Linked DNA regions of Gossypium arboreum: region 2 is linked to region 1. The links are chromatin contacts, called in public Hi-C maps. All regions are on one chromosome and are shown on one strand. The core of a region is the stretch at or near the end of the contact, and the rest is flanking DNA. Distances in the headings are between cores, read along the strand shown.

Region 1 (7,806 bases), core at 2,114-4,613:
TTCTATGAGAGTAAAATTTTGCAAATTAAACTACTACAATATGTAGCTTTATTGAAAAGGGTACTTCAACTGAAAGAAAAATCAACTTTCGAAGATCAATAATCCAAGCAAACCTGAAGATCCTTCAGTTGTTTTGAATAGATTAGGTTCTCTTCCTGTGCATCTTGAAGTTCAGAAAGTCGATCTCCTGCCACTATCTGCAACACTTGTTTAGTAACATATCATATAAGATTAGTCACCAAAAGAGGGAGAGAGCTTAAGAAAAACACAGTTACGTAAATCAATACCTTTGTCTCCTCAATCAAATCCTTTATCTCCCGCAAGCCCATTGTCTTATCTCCAGGCTTTTCTGGTGACAAGCTTCCATTTGCTACAACTGGAGTTGATGCATGCATCCCAGATGCTATATTCTTCTGCATTTTCAGATCAACTAGTTTTCTTCTGCTTTCTTCAAGTTCAGCCATGATTTCCTCCAGCTCACCTTCCAGAATAAATAAACTACAGCTTTAAAATACAATCATGATAAGACAAAAATAAGAAAATCTAGGCAATGGCTAACAAACAACCAGATTGCCAATCAGTTGGTACTAAACTTGCTACCGAGAATTGCATTTATAAATGTTAGGAAGTTATTGCAAGCATCTATATCTGATAAATAGTGTATAAAATACAAATATCTTCTAAAAGAACTAGCAGAGACCTTGAAGACGTTTAACTTCAGATTGATCAGTTGCATGGCTGCTTATATATGTTTGAATCCCATCAGCATACTCTTTATGCTTCAAATGTAGAGTGTCAATCACCTCACGCAAATTTTTGGCCTCTTCTTTCATCATGTCATCAATCTTAGAAAGCTGCATTATAGTGTCTGCAAGCGATATATAATAATCAATGTAAAACTGCAGATAGAAGCACTAGCTAATGAAGAAATTGCTGAAAATTTCATGAAAAACACAAGAAATGACAAATTACTAAGCAACTGAAATGAAGAAATCATCTAACCTTCAACAGATAATTTCCCATGCAAAGAAAGAGTCATGCTCTCAGTTTTCATCCTCTCAGCAGAGATGGTATCCTCCAGAGATTTTATCAACTCCCTAGTGGATGAATGGCGTGAAAATAAGACTTGTTCAACATAATTTGCAATGCCATCTTTGTCATTACTATCAATAAAATCTGTTTCTAGAAGCCTACAAAGAAACATCTCCTCCACAGGGCACGATGGAATAGAACCTAAAGAGGGCAAGTTAATGTATTGTAAATTTGAGAGAACTTACACTTTGACTTTTTACTATTAAAAGACACAGCACTACCTCTCCCAACTCCAAAAACACACAAAAGTAAATTTGTTCAACAAAAAATTAGTCTGATCTGAACCTCGAGAATTGTCAGCTTCGTCCAATATTCGTAAAGCATTATGGCCTCCTCCAGCTCGTATTCCAAGCAGGACCAAATCATCAACCAACTATAGAGTAGAGTAACAAAAAAGAACTATAAAAAAATCATAATGATCAAAACAGATGAAAGTAAAAGAGTGCCATAAAAAAATACCTGATTCCAGAGTTGGTTCACAGTTATCAACATATCATCATAAGAGGCTTGCTTGTCTTTTAATTCTTTAATTTTGGTTTCAAGATCATGCAACTCATGTTTCTGAATATCTAACTGCTGGACAAGTTTTTGATTCTGGTACTGGAGAACTGCCGCATCAACCTGGATAAAAAGAATTCCTCTATATCAAATAAAATGCATGAGAGAATTAAAAACACAAATTTGTAAACATGCAGGGAAAAAGTTCAAAAACGGATTTTATCAATTTTAAATTTACTTGACATGTGCACCAACCTTACACATTGGGGTGTATGCAGAAATATCATAGTGATAATAAGATGGCACTCTGAAAAATCAAATCATGGATAAAAAGTGAAAGGCAAATTCAATCGGGTGGCAGGGGACAGTATATCTCCACTCATCTTTAGGTATGCCTGATATTGAATTAGGTTATGCTCAGGGCTTAGCTTATCAACTCAACAAAATGTGCAAACTGGTGGATTTATGGTGCCCATGCATATAATCAGATGCCTAAAACTGATTCATGACAAGTCTAGGAATGGTTTGAACCAGATAAGAGACCAGAATATAACTAGAAGTTTAGGGAAATTTTCAATTTCTAAGATAGATCCAAATAGGCAACTCAAATAATTTGAGATGATGAAAAAGACATCACATTTCATTAATTTACAATATTTCCATTTGACATATACAGCATTGATGCAGCAAACCTACTCGGTTAGTGCAAACTACTTCAACTATTCACATTATCAGCTCAATTTAATAATAATTGGAGTTACATAACCCTAGCAGATAAATTAAGTCAAAAAAAGATTTTTTTTTTTTTAAAACCCTTAATTTTGGTGTGTCACCCTAAATCCGCAAATCTAAACAAACAAAAGCATATCAGTGATATACTGATTATGGGTAAATCGCTAAGAGAAAGAGCTTGTTTTCCTTTTTCCCCGTATAGACCCACAGGGGAAGGGGAATCGAGTTTCGCAGCAAACTACTTATCCACCACTAACAATAAATTAAATCAAAATTGATCCACAACAAGTAATAAATAAATTCCCCTTCTCTTCCTATACTGTCTCGACGGCAGAGAGAAAGCATTTGAAATTAAAATTTTCCATGAATAACCCAGAGACCATGAAGAAATCGAATACAACTGAGCATCCAAGAAGAAAACTAATAGCAGGAAAAATTTTAGATCAACTTTCCATTTTGTGAACAGTCGAAAGTAATGTCCCAAGATTCAATATTTCAGTTTTAACATTTGATTCTTCCGGGCGACAGGACAAAACAAAATGTATTCCAGAGCAATTTTGATTTGAGGAGAAATTATAGCTCAAAAAGAAAGCGAATAAAATCATGCAAACCCATTAATTTATCAAGAAATTAAAGAGGAAAACAAAATATTTAAGAAAAAAAAAGTGTGTGAGAGAGAGATTACAGATTTGGTGTGGTTGGGAGAAGTGGAGGAATTACGGGCCATGGCGGGAGAATCCAAGTGAGGCCTCTTCTTCTCTGGTTCTTCAGATTCAAAGCTTTCCATTTACTGCAGTTAGGATTGCGATTTACACCCCCTCCCCTCTCTTTTACACTTGATTACTCTTTCGCCACACCATCAAATCCCAATCATCATGCGTTCCCAAAACCCTAACTGGAAACCCTAACTTACAAACTCTACTCGTTCCGAGAATGATAGATTCCAGTAATTTGCTTTCTACGGAGTCGTATATTGAGAAGAAAGCAGAAGAAAGATGCATCACCCGTTAAAACGGTGGCGTTTAACCTTATAGCTTTGTTGCTCTTCAACCAACCTTCTTCAAATAGTTGGTTGAACCAAATTAGACCGGCCGATTAGACCGATTGGATCAATAAGTTGTCGAAGTATTAGTTTGGAGAGATATTGATCGGTTGACGGGTGAGTTAATATGATCTAATTAAATTGGTTTAACCGGTTTCATTAGTTTTTTCTATTTTTTTATTTTTATAACTTTTTAAAAATTATTTAATAGAATTAGTGGGTTTAACGATTCAACCATGATTTTGTAAAAAATTTATAGTTTATATTAGGTTTAAATTAGTTGATTGTATTCGCAATTCAAATATATTATATTTATTTTTAAAACTTTATTATAAAATTTGTAACATTTTAGAGGCGACATGAAGTATTTAATTTCATGACATGTAACCTTCTTTTGTAAATTAAACTTTATAATTTTGATTCAAACTTAAACAATTTGATTAGATTAAAAAGGTAGGACTAGATAATTTCAAATGAAGTTAATAAATTAACGAGATAAATAAAGAATTTCAACTAAATTTAATAAATAATCTAGATAGAATAAAGAATTTTAATAAATTAATAAATAATATTTATATATGATAAATATTGAAGTAAACCGTAAAATAATAGAAAATCTCTAATCTTTTATACTCTAAAAATATAAATATTTGTGCAATTTGAAATTCTAGGTTATCAGCGTCACCATCACCATCATCCCTTTGTGATTTCATACGTAAGGTCTGTTTGGTAATATTTTGAAAAGTGTTATGAAAAAGTGCTTTTGAAAATTTGAGTGTTTAATATTGTTGTCAAAAAGTGCTTTTAAGAAATAAAATGTCCATTTTAGACATGATATTATAAACTAACAAATATATTTAAATAATGTTCAAATTAGTTAATATTATGATATTTTACCAATATATAAAAATAATTTATTATAACTTATTGTTAATATTTTAATATATAATATTAATTTTAAATATTTTTAAGTAATTTATTTTAATTATTTATTAAATTTAATTAGAATATATAAACTATATTTAAATATTTAAATATAATAATTAAATATTTGTAATTAGATAGTGACACAATTGTATTATTTTAAAATGATTTTTTATTTTTAATTAATGTTTTTAACACATTTGTATTATTTTATTTTAAAATATACTTTGAATATATAACTCATATTAAATATTAACATAACATAGAAAACATAAACCTAGCAAATTAAAATATTACATATATTTGGATTAAAGTTTCAAAAAGGGATAATATTTATAAGAAAGGATTGTATGAAACTGTGACGCCACGTCATCTGTATCCATTTCCAATAGTTTTATGCCACATCAGTATTCTTATCCTGAATTTTAGGATTTTATCCTGAATTTCAGTATTTTAATTTGAATTTGATTTTTTTAGGATAAAATCCTGAAATTTAGGATAAGAGTACTGATGTGGCATAAAATTATTGGAAAGGATACAGATGATGTGGCGTCACTGTTTCATACAATCCTTTCCCAATATTTATATACCAAATATAAATACTAAAAATTTTACAATAGCATTTACAATTTAAAGTGAATTCATTAAACTAGAAGCTATAGCATCTCTTATTAATTTCATTTCAAGACCACTTGAATTGTTTGATTCACCGTCATCATCACCATCATCATCGTCATCATCATCATCACTTTCTCAACCATGCGCATTTGCTAAATCAATAATATTCTCATACGCCCAGTTAATATCTTCGTATTCCATAAAATCTGCATCATTTTGACCGACATGTTTTCGGATAAAATTGTGTATCGTCATTGTAGCAACAACGATAATCGTTTACTTTTCAAAACTATAACTTGGCATATCCCTTAAAATGACCCATTTTTTTTTCAAAACACCAACAGTTCGTTCAATCACACTACGTAATGATGAATGTGAATGATTGAATATCTCTTCTTTAACAGATACCGGTCTAACTCTATGAAAGTCAGGTAAATGATATCGCTGACCTCTATATGGTCCAAGATAACCTTTCATTTGAGGATATCCAGAATCAACAAGATAATATTTTCCTACACATCATAATATAACAAACAATTAATTCAACAATTTTTTTATAAAATTATCAATTAAAGAACTTATACTTTATTCTTTTAAAAGAAAGAAATAAATGAAATATCTAACCATTTGGTGGGTGGGAAAATTTATATTTTGGATCTCGAATTGCATCAAGAAATATTCTAGTGTCATGTGCCGATCCTTCCCATCCAACCATGACAAAGGTGAAACACATATTAAAATCACACACTGCGATAACATTTTGAGTCGGGATACATTTTCTTCCAATATACAAAATTTGTTTATTTGGTGGAAGAATAGCGGCTATATGAGTACCATCAATTGCACCTATGTAATCCTGAACAAATAATCATATTAGTCTCGTGCATATTTTTAGTCGACCAAAAATATTAAAATATAATAATATAAAATTAAAATTTAACCTTCAAATGCGGCATATATCTAGAATCATTACGTATTTGTTCGGTTATTGAGCTAAAAAAATGATCTTCGAGTGCAATTAGATCAGTGGCTATCCTTGAAACTTTCTCAAGCACAATTGCAAAGTATCGAGTTATTGTTGATCCAGACCTTTGAAATCTTTCTCGACATTGGGAAACTTTTGCACCAGTGCCCAAGATGTATAAAAAAATTCCCAACATTTCACTAGAAGATATGTTTTTTGAAGTTTTCAAGTTGTATCTTGTCTTTAAAACTCTCAATAAACTTGCGAATACCATTTTAGACATCCTAAAATTAATCATACAACGTGATTCGTGACGATCAAGGATCTCTCAGATCCATGTCTCACCTGTCTGTTTTGAATCCATGCATGGTTACTTCAATATATACTTCTCATAATATAATTGCACAGAAGAAGATGCAACATCAAATAATCGATTAAAACATTCCATGCGTTGTAAAATCTCTTTCTTTTCCCTTTCATCATCACTTTCATCACCGCTGGAATTCTCAACTATACTCATCACCTGTGAATAAATTTTATATCCAAAATCATATATAAACAACTATTGATAAAAAAAATTTAGTATAAATAAGTAGAACATAAATTTAATATCCAAAATCAAACATAATCAATTATTGATAAAACTAGTACCATAAATTCAATATCCAAAGACCAAACATAAACAACTATTAATAAACAAGATTACACATAAATAAGTAGAATATAAATTCAATATCCAAAAACCAAACATAAACAACCATTGATAAAACTAGATTACACATAAATAAGTAGAACATAAATTTAATATCCAATAACCAAACATAAATAACTATTGATAAAACTGGTTTAGCAATGTTGTTTAATAACATAATAGATATCTCTGAACTCTAGAAGATTAGAAAATTTTCAACTATCCTCCATTTCCGTCTTAAGCCACAAAGCTCTAATCTTGGGATTAATTGATAAAAACATAATTCGCTTGTCCTTATTGAGCAATAATTTAAGTGAGAAAAAGTATAGCGGACTAGCTTCTGGAACTTCTTCCGACATGCTATCAAGCACTTTGACTGCTTGTGGAATACCATATGGATCCATAACAAGAGTCAAACTAGATGTGGCTTGACTCATATTGTCAGTGCATTGCATAATTTTTCTATTTGACTAGACAATCTTGCAGCCCCTCCAATTTGCTTTGAGGATTTCTTTCTTCCAGTTTTAAAATGTGAACTTGATATCTTAGGGTTTTTTTCTTTTTTGACCGTTTTCATCAATTTGAACATCATTTGAAATGTGAACATCATTTCTCACATTTTCTTCTTCATTCTCTTCAGGTATTTCATTGTTAACATCCTCCAAAAAATCACTACGGAGTGTACCAGAAGAAGGTGCCCATGCTTTATCACCTGTTGCAACTATCCCCATGAACATTTGGTCCAACTTCCCTTCGAATTCAGGATCAATGCCCGATGTTCTAAATTTTGAGCTTCCGGCACAACCTACATATAAAATGATAGTTTAAAAATAGTAATTATCAATAACCTCATAAATAATAAGGAAACAAAAATATTCAGAATTATTAATGTACCTTTAGCCTACTTTCCCACCAATCATCTGATGCATCAACGGTTCTTTTTATAGGATTCCACCCTAGACCAGTATCTTCGCCTTTAAGTTTCTTCCAAGCTTTCTATTTTTTTTAGGGCATTCCACCTATTTTTAAGTTGTCTTTGTGAAAAAGCCTTGCCTATTTCTTTCTCAAAGTTGGTCATTATTTTCAACCATCCATCTTTTGTGAAATGAGTACCAGGCCTATTGCCTTTCAATATCTCTTTAATACAAATATCACAAAATATTTCTGTCAATCTCTTATCCCACATTGCTTTGACTTTTTCACCACTAACTTCAACCGCCGAAGTACTCATCTATTGTGTATACA
Region 2 (7,806 bases), core at 3,525-6,024, 660 kb after region 1:
CGAGAGTGGTTTTGTAGCGAATCGATACCATTTGTGTACTCAAAACACGGAAAAATAAGGTTTAGCGAAAGCCAAAAAACCCCACTGTCGACGCCACACGGTAGTATGGTAGGCCATATAGTAGGCCATGTGCGATGACAAGGTCGTGTGATCAAAGAAGGCCAGGTCGTGCACAAGACAAGGTCGTGTTACAGCTAGACTGTGGCCATGTGGGCCACACGAGTTAGATCGATTGGGCGTGTGGGCCCATATAGGTACGCCACACGGGCGTGTGGTAACCGGGTCAGGCCATGTGATCCACACGGGAAAAGGCCAAATATAGGCGTGTGGGCCACAAGGGCAAAGGCAAATCTGGACGTGTGGGCTTATATTACTGAAATTTTTCGTAGGGTCATACGGGTCATCCTAATCGATTGTGGGCCTACCGTAAGGTCGATAAAGGCTTAATAAACCCTAAAACAATGTGTTCTGTTAGACTGATGTACTGTTATGAGCAAGCCTATGTTTGTTTATCTGTTTATAAAAGCATGTTAAGCATGATTTATTTGTTAATTCTGTATGCATGTTTTGTTACTGTGATTGGGGTGGAATGATATATATTGGAGGAAGCGTTCTGAAAGGCAAATTATGCCTAATATCTGGCAGCACAGCTGCATTATGTCTGATATGTACCGCATCAACACAACATGGTCTGTAAGGCTGGGTGGGTGTTTTAAACCCCACATGGTGTGTAGCGATAGTCGGAGATGGTGTATAGAGGATGAGGGTAGGACATTTGATTCTGATTCTAGTTACACATATCTATATCTATAATGGGCTTAAGCCCGAATCTGTATCTGTCTAATTCTGATTTCCTATTATTTGCATGCTTAATTCTGTGGGGTTACACACTGAGTTTACGCAAACTCACTCTTTTCTGCTTAATCTGTACAAGTAATCCACAGAGTTAGGCGGATCGGTGTAACGGACGACTCAACGATGACCATACATTATCATTGGTTTTATTTGGTTTATAGTTTTATTTAAGTTTGGAATTACGATTGAGAGCCTGTATTTTCTGGGACTGTATGGACGTTTTTTAACTGTTTGGCTTTGGTTTTGGGTTTTTGGATTTAACCTGTTTATTTTTATGATGGTTTCACTTGAAGCATTGTTTTTCTAAAAATACAAACTATTTTTCTTAAACTCGATATTTTTCTAAGCTTCTGCTAAATTGACACATTTTAAGGCAAGTCGACTAATTGAACACATGTTTTGAAATAAATGAAAGTAATTAAAGGTTTATAAACTTAAGGCTTCTATCGAGTTAGCTCCGTTTTTAAAATCCCTTCGATGTGACATCGCCAGATTCGGCCATAACATCTAGGCCAGGTTTGAGGTGTTACACGACCCGTGCGACCCTAGGATAAATTTTAGAAATATGGGCCCACATGCTAGTGTGGCTTACCCATGTGGGCCCACACGCCCAAATTGCCCTTACCCGTGTGGCCCACACAGCCTAGCCCAAAATCTACACGCTTATGTGATATGTTCGTGTAGGCCTAAACGCCAGTATGGCACACACGGCCACACTCAAGCCACCACACATCCGTGTGCCGCGCATGGCCATGCCTTCATCGACCACACGGCTGTGTCTCGCATACGGCCTACCCCACGGGCTGCCACACGCCAGTGTGGCGTTAACAGCCCAATTTTTTAGCTTTTGCCGAAGTTCGACTTTTTACGTTTCGGGTACACATCTGGTAACATTCTAATGTGAAAGCTATCCTGAGCCTTCCAAGACCTAAAAACAAGATACCCAACATCGATTTAGCAATTCAATTAACAAATTCGACACAAGAATCAACATAAAATAGACTTACCACTGTTGACAAACCACCTTTAACTCGCACTAAACCATTGATGTGTGATTCCCTGCTCCACAATCTGTTCCTAAAAACGAATTACCACCTTTCAATCACCACAGATTGTCATCTCCAAAAATCCCAAACCAAAATTAATGACAACAGAACTCTACTTACCTCACCAAAAAAGAGAACCCGACAATTTCAATAGTACGATCGTACAACGGATTCACGAACGAAACGAAAAAGAAGCAAAACAAAAGGGTTGCAAAGATGGAGAAAAGAGACAACAGGAAGGGGAAAACAGAAAGAATTAACATCATATTTTCTTCCAGGAAAGAGAAAAATTTCAAAACAAAAACAATGATATCTCAAATCCCTTATTTTTCTCCCACTATCCCACTACCTCACAACCTCCTCAGACTCCCAACTCCACCAGAACTCTATCAGATAACAGAGCAAAAATAATACCCACGCTCATGCAAGGATTTAAAAACAGGACCTCCACCACATCAACCCCCTTACCACTTGAACTAGCAAGCTCATTCTGTTATGAATCAACAAACAATTTTTTATAAACCCACTCAACAAGGGTAAGGATTGGATTAGAAAAATAACAAAATTATCAAAGGTGAAACTTGAACCCAAAACCTCTCATACACATCTAGAACACTTAACCACTGAAGCAAATACACAATTATGTCAAATAGTTATAGAATTAGAAATAAATTATTCAAGGCATTACATTTCTGGTTTTTTAATCTTATTTATTGGTTTTTTGTATTTGATATTTTAAATACAAATTATTTAATTTATTTTATCTTATATAATAGTTGTTAATCTATATATGCATTTGTTCATTAACGTGTTTTGTCTAATAATCTTAAGACAGATTTTAGTATTTTGCAATTCTCTAATTCAAGATGAACGAGACACCAAGGTGAAAAAGAAAAAAAAATTGAAAAAAATCTGTTTGAGAATTTATTCCCATCGTTCAACGGATTTTATTCTATTTTTTATTTTATTTCCAAACGAGAATTAAAATTAAATAAAAGCTATTTCGAGATTTATTCTCACCACTCAATGATTTTATTAGTAAAATTTTAACATACCATATGTCACTTTTCAGTCAATTACATATGACCATGCTTCCTTGTTATATATATATATATATATATATAAATTCTAAAAATATAAAAATATTAAATATTAAATTTTTAAAAATATATAGAAAATTGTGAAATATATCAATATGTTTTTAAAAATTCAAAAATATTAAAAGAATATAAAATGAGAAATTTAGTTAAGTTTTAGAAAAGTTCAAAAAATATTATAGTTAAAAAAATAGTTAAACTTTAGAAATTTGCAAGAAAATGTGAACTTTTATATATATATATATATATATACTCTAGAAAACTGTACTAATTTAATTTTTCTGAAAAAAAACTCGGAAATAAGATATAAATAAAACCCAATAATGCTAAAATTTTCATTCTCATCCAAATCAATCCGAACTTAATTAAAAGCCTAATAATATTAAATTTCCTTAAAAATTCTAATTTTTAAATATAATTTAACATAATTTTTAATAGTTTTAATAATTTATAATATTTTAAGATTTTTTAAAATTTTTAAAATTATTGTTAAATATTTGTTTTAAAAATTAAAATAATATTTTAATTATAGTTGAAAGACCAAATTAATAAAATTTAATATTTAGTATTAATTTCGGTTTACGATAAATTAACGGGCTATTAAAATTTGAGGTGAGCATGGGCTGGGTTCGGGCTGGGCTCAACTAAAATTTTAGGCTTGTTTGCTAGGCCGGGCCCTACCCGGCCCAAAAAATGGGCCTAAAATTTTGCCTAAGCCCGACCCAGATAAAAATACTAAAACTCGAGTCTAACCTAACCGCCCATATTAATTTTTATATTATTTTTATATAATTTAAAATATAAATAATGCATAAAAAATACTAAAAATATCAAAATAAATATTTTCCAACAAATTGTAAATAAATTTTAAAATATATATACTTAAATAACACTAAGATAGATGCAACTTAACAATCAAATGTCTCTAAAATAATAACAAAATTAACAATAAAATAAATTTTATACAATATCCAAACAATAACAATGAATAGTAGCAACATAATAGTAAAATGGTAGCAAAATAGGGAGAAAACCATAAGAAAATAATATTAAAAAAATGCAGATTTTTTTTCCTTTTAGTGTATTCGGGCCGAGCCGGACTTGGGCCAAAAATGCCTTACCCAAGGCCCGGCCCATTTTTTAAACGGGCCTTATGTTTTTACCCAAGTTCATTTTTTGGGCCTATATTTTTGCCCAAATCCTTCCAAATTTCGGACGGCCCGGCCCGACCATGATAGTTCTAATTAAAATGCTCCAAATTGTTTTTATCAAAATATGTGGAGAAAATAAGGTAGGTTATACTGGATACCTATAGTTAAAGGCAAATTTAAGGGGTAGGTAAGAAAAATCTACTTTGACCCCTTCAATAAAATTGAAAATTATCAATTTAGTCCTTATCTAAACAATGAAATTATATATTCATATATGGTAATATCTAAACAATGAAATTATATATTCATATATGGTAAATTTATACTTTGGCTCTTTGTAATTTAATAATAATTGAGAAAACTTAAATGTAATTTTTTATTTGTAAGATTTAACCCTTCTATTCTACCCTTTGCATTCGCCCCTGGAAGGCTGACAACAATATAGAATATATTTGAGCTTTCAAAAGGGTCCAACTTTCTATATAATTTTTATAGAATTTTTAGATAAATATTTTGAATAGTTTAATCATATTTTGTAAATTTTTAAGTTAAATGATTAAAAGGTAAATTTATTAATAGTTTGGTAATTATAGGTGGAATTTACCCTATATTTTTGTGTGATTAAGGACGACTTTGCATCACATTATCCGAAGAAATAGGATACGGGTGCAGAGGTGACAGAAGCTTAGTGGAAGGAAACATTGAGTTCACACAGAATATCAGATAATTCTCCAAGCCAAAATAAGCAAATTGAAAATCCAATCCATTCTTCCTTTCTCTCGTTTCACTTAGACTAGGTATCTGCTAAACTTTAACCTTTTTCCATTTGCAACAAAAATTGAATACATGGGTAGCTCCAGCATGGCGTTATCAGCTTCTTAAAGGAACTCAAGCTAAACCTTTTTATCCAAACATCGTGAATATCAGAGAAGAGTCTAGTTATGGCTTACTCTTCTTCCAATCTTTCTTCAATCCCACACCTTCCTACTTTCACTTTAAAACCTTCCCCGCCTCACTGTAAGTTCTTTCCTTGTCTATATATTTAGTTGTGTATATTTGTGAAATGGAGCTAGGCCTTGTTTTTAACTTTTCATTTCCTTTCAATGGAAGTTTCACATATAATATTATGTTCATGGGGTTTTCTTTTTGTACATTCAGGCTAAACCTTTTTATCCAAATTCTGAAACTTTAGATAGTTATTAGAATTATTTCCATTTTAGGTCAGCTCCTTAAAGGTATCTTATCCCTTTCTGTTAACTTTTAAAAAGATTAATAGTTGGTACATTGTTTATATGAATTAGCTAAGTAGCAAGTTGTGTAAGATGCTCAAGGATTAGAATATTGAGTGTAATTAATCTTTTTTCTAAAGAATTTATGGAAAGTTTTGTACAGATTTTTTTCCCCAGTGAATTGGGTGCTGTTAAATGCTTTGAGTGTGGATGTAAAGGATGGCTCCATTTTTGCAACTGAAAATCGGATTAGAAGTCAAAAGTAATTTCACAATATGAATTTTTTTGTTAAATTCCTGGATCATGATACAATTTATTTGAAAAGAAACATGTTGAATTTATCCATTCATGTTTGATTTTCCAATTAGCTATGAATTTGAGGTGTTGCTCCTTTTGCTGCCAATGCATGTATTTTTGTTTTTATGGATTTCCATTAACAATACAAGTGTTTTAAACACCGTCTTTCATTGCTTTAACGACAGCAAGCTCAAGGTTTGTTTCAGCTCAGATAAGATCTAGTTTGGAGAATGAGAGCTGTACAACTGGAGTTTCAAATGATTCATTGGAACCTGATAAGAAGAAGGTTTCACTTATTTGTTTTCCAACATCTATTTTGTTAGTACTCTTCAAATTGACTACTCACACACCATCTTTTATTTGTTTCAGAAACCAAAGAGTCTAAAGCTATTTTATATGTCTGATTTGCACTAATTGGGTAGAATCTTCATTATTTACTACATTGTTTATAGTTAATAGGTTCCAACATTTTCTGCAGGCAGCTGAGTTGCCAACATCACGGCGTATGTGTCTTACATGCTTATGTTCAAGCCTAGCTTTAATCAGCAGTTCTAGCAGCTCTGCTTCTGCAGGATCAGCAATGGCTATGGATGGGAATGAAAGGGCTGTATGCCGCAATTGTGCAGGGAGTGGTGCTGTACTTTGTGAGTGTCACTTTTGCAGTTTATTTTGTATGATACTTTGTTGTCTAACCAAGTGAACCACCCTTGTATGCATCTTATAATCTTTTCTGAGATTGTCCTTTACCCTGCTTCCTGACATCGGCAAAAGACATACGAACTCTTGTTTATGATTTACTGATTGCTCGTCTTGTATGATAAAAAGATTAGCCTTCAATTGGGCAAAATTCCTCGCACCATTTATTGATTTCTATGTATTAGATAATAGCCAACTAACAAACCGGTTAGAGTAGTTTATTTTCTTCTTTGTCCTGCGGGGATTAGTTGTGCTGCATGGCTGACTGTCATGGGACTCTTTTTTCTAATCAAATTATATTGATCTTTCAGCGAAAGTGCTCGTTGAATGCAAGTATTTTGGCTCGAATTTAGATTTTAGTTTATTCATCACATATAATTGTCTCTTCTGTTGTTGACATGTTAACATGTTTTTATTCATGTTTGAAGTAGAAGAAGAAAAAACTTGCAGACATCAGTAGTGAAATTTTTAATCCTCTTTTTGATTCACAAGATGTTAATCTGTTCTTTATTTAGGTGATATGTGTGGTGGTACAGGAAAATGGAAAGCTCTCAACAGGAAACGTGCTAAGGATGTTTACGAGTTTACTGAATGTCCAAACTGTTATGGTATGCAGTCTTCTTCCCCTAACATTACTTCTTAATTTGCTATAGCAACCAACTATTTTTAGTTTTTCTTGTTTTGGATTGCTATACGACTTGCCTTGAGCATGCACTTATCTGAAGATCCACGTTATGGTTGATTGCCTAGGGGTTACTCTTAAAAGCAATTGGTAATCATGAACATGTGTTCATGTCAGCACCTCAGAATACAGCGGAATTGCATTTGTTATGATACTTGATGACAAATAAGTTGAATACGCACCTTTCTATGATCTAGTTGCTGTTATTGTCCAATTCTATTGAGTACAAACAAGGATGCATAAGCATGTAGCAAAGAACGATGTCTGTTTTATGTTTAACATATACCGATTGTGTAGCTTGAGATTCTAAACTGTCATGAAATTTTCTTCTAAATTTTATGTTCCTTTCCCAATTGTCCATATAGAAGAATTTTTTATGTAACTGATCACTGGTTGCTACTGTGTGCAGGTCGGGGGAAACTGGTGTGTCCTGTTTGTTTAGGTACCGGTTTACCAAATAACAAAGGTCTTCTAAGGAGGCCCGATGCACAGAAATTGCTTGACAAGATGTACAACGGTCGACTTTTGCCAAGTTCATAGACCCGTCATGCCCCTTGGACCCAGATGTTATTGTCGTTGGCATCATGGTAATTTAGTTTAGAAAACTTATCGGTTACTTTAGTGAAACTTGGAAAATATTTCCCGACCTAAATACTACAATCTGGTTTGTTTTAACAATACAATTTTGATCTTTGTAAGCAATTTATTGGCATTTTGTTTAATATGGAGAGGACAATAGACCACATTGTTAGA

The links. A called contact is a pair of places that touch in the nucleus more often than the background predicts.
Region 2: a contact with region 1 is called in a Hi-C map of leaf, with 2.5 times the contacts expected there. The contact joins the promoter of LOC108458381 here to the promoter of LOC108486323 in region 1. A contact is called at or near these places in 2 of 5 Hi-C or Micro-C datasets (both in leaf).

The regions. Positions count from the first base shown.
Region 1 is chr8:120,723,705-120,731,510 of ASM2569848v2, forward strand. LOC108486323 (E3 ubiquitin-protein ligase BRE1-like 2) reads right to left here and starts at 3,364. Exons shown (of 20, transcript XM_053031758.1): 1 at 3,008-3,364; 2 at 1,846-1,897; 3 at 1,552-1,713; 4 at 1,378-1,465; 5 at 1,003-1,233; 6 at 701-868; 7 at 288-481; 8 at 114-197; 9 at 1-2. The coding sequence starts at 1,854.
Region 2 is chr8:121,383,877-121,391,682 of ASM2569848v2, forward strand. LOC108458381 (protein PHOTOSYSTEM I ASSEMBLY 2, chloroplastic-like) reads left to right here and starts at 4,775. Exons shown (of 5, transcript XM_017757748.2): 1 at 4,775-5,166; 2 at 5,861-5,961; 3 at 6,154-6,319; 4 at 6,887-6,979; 5 at 7,463-7,806. The coding sequence starts at 5,091. The coding sequence ends at 7,593.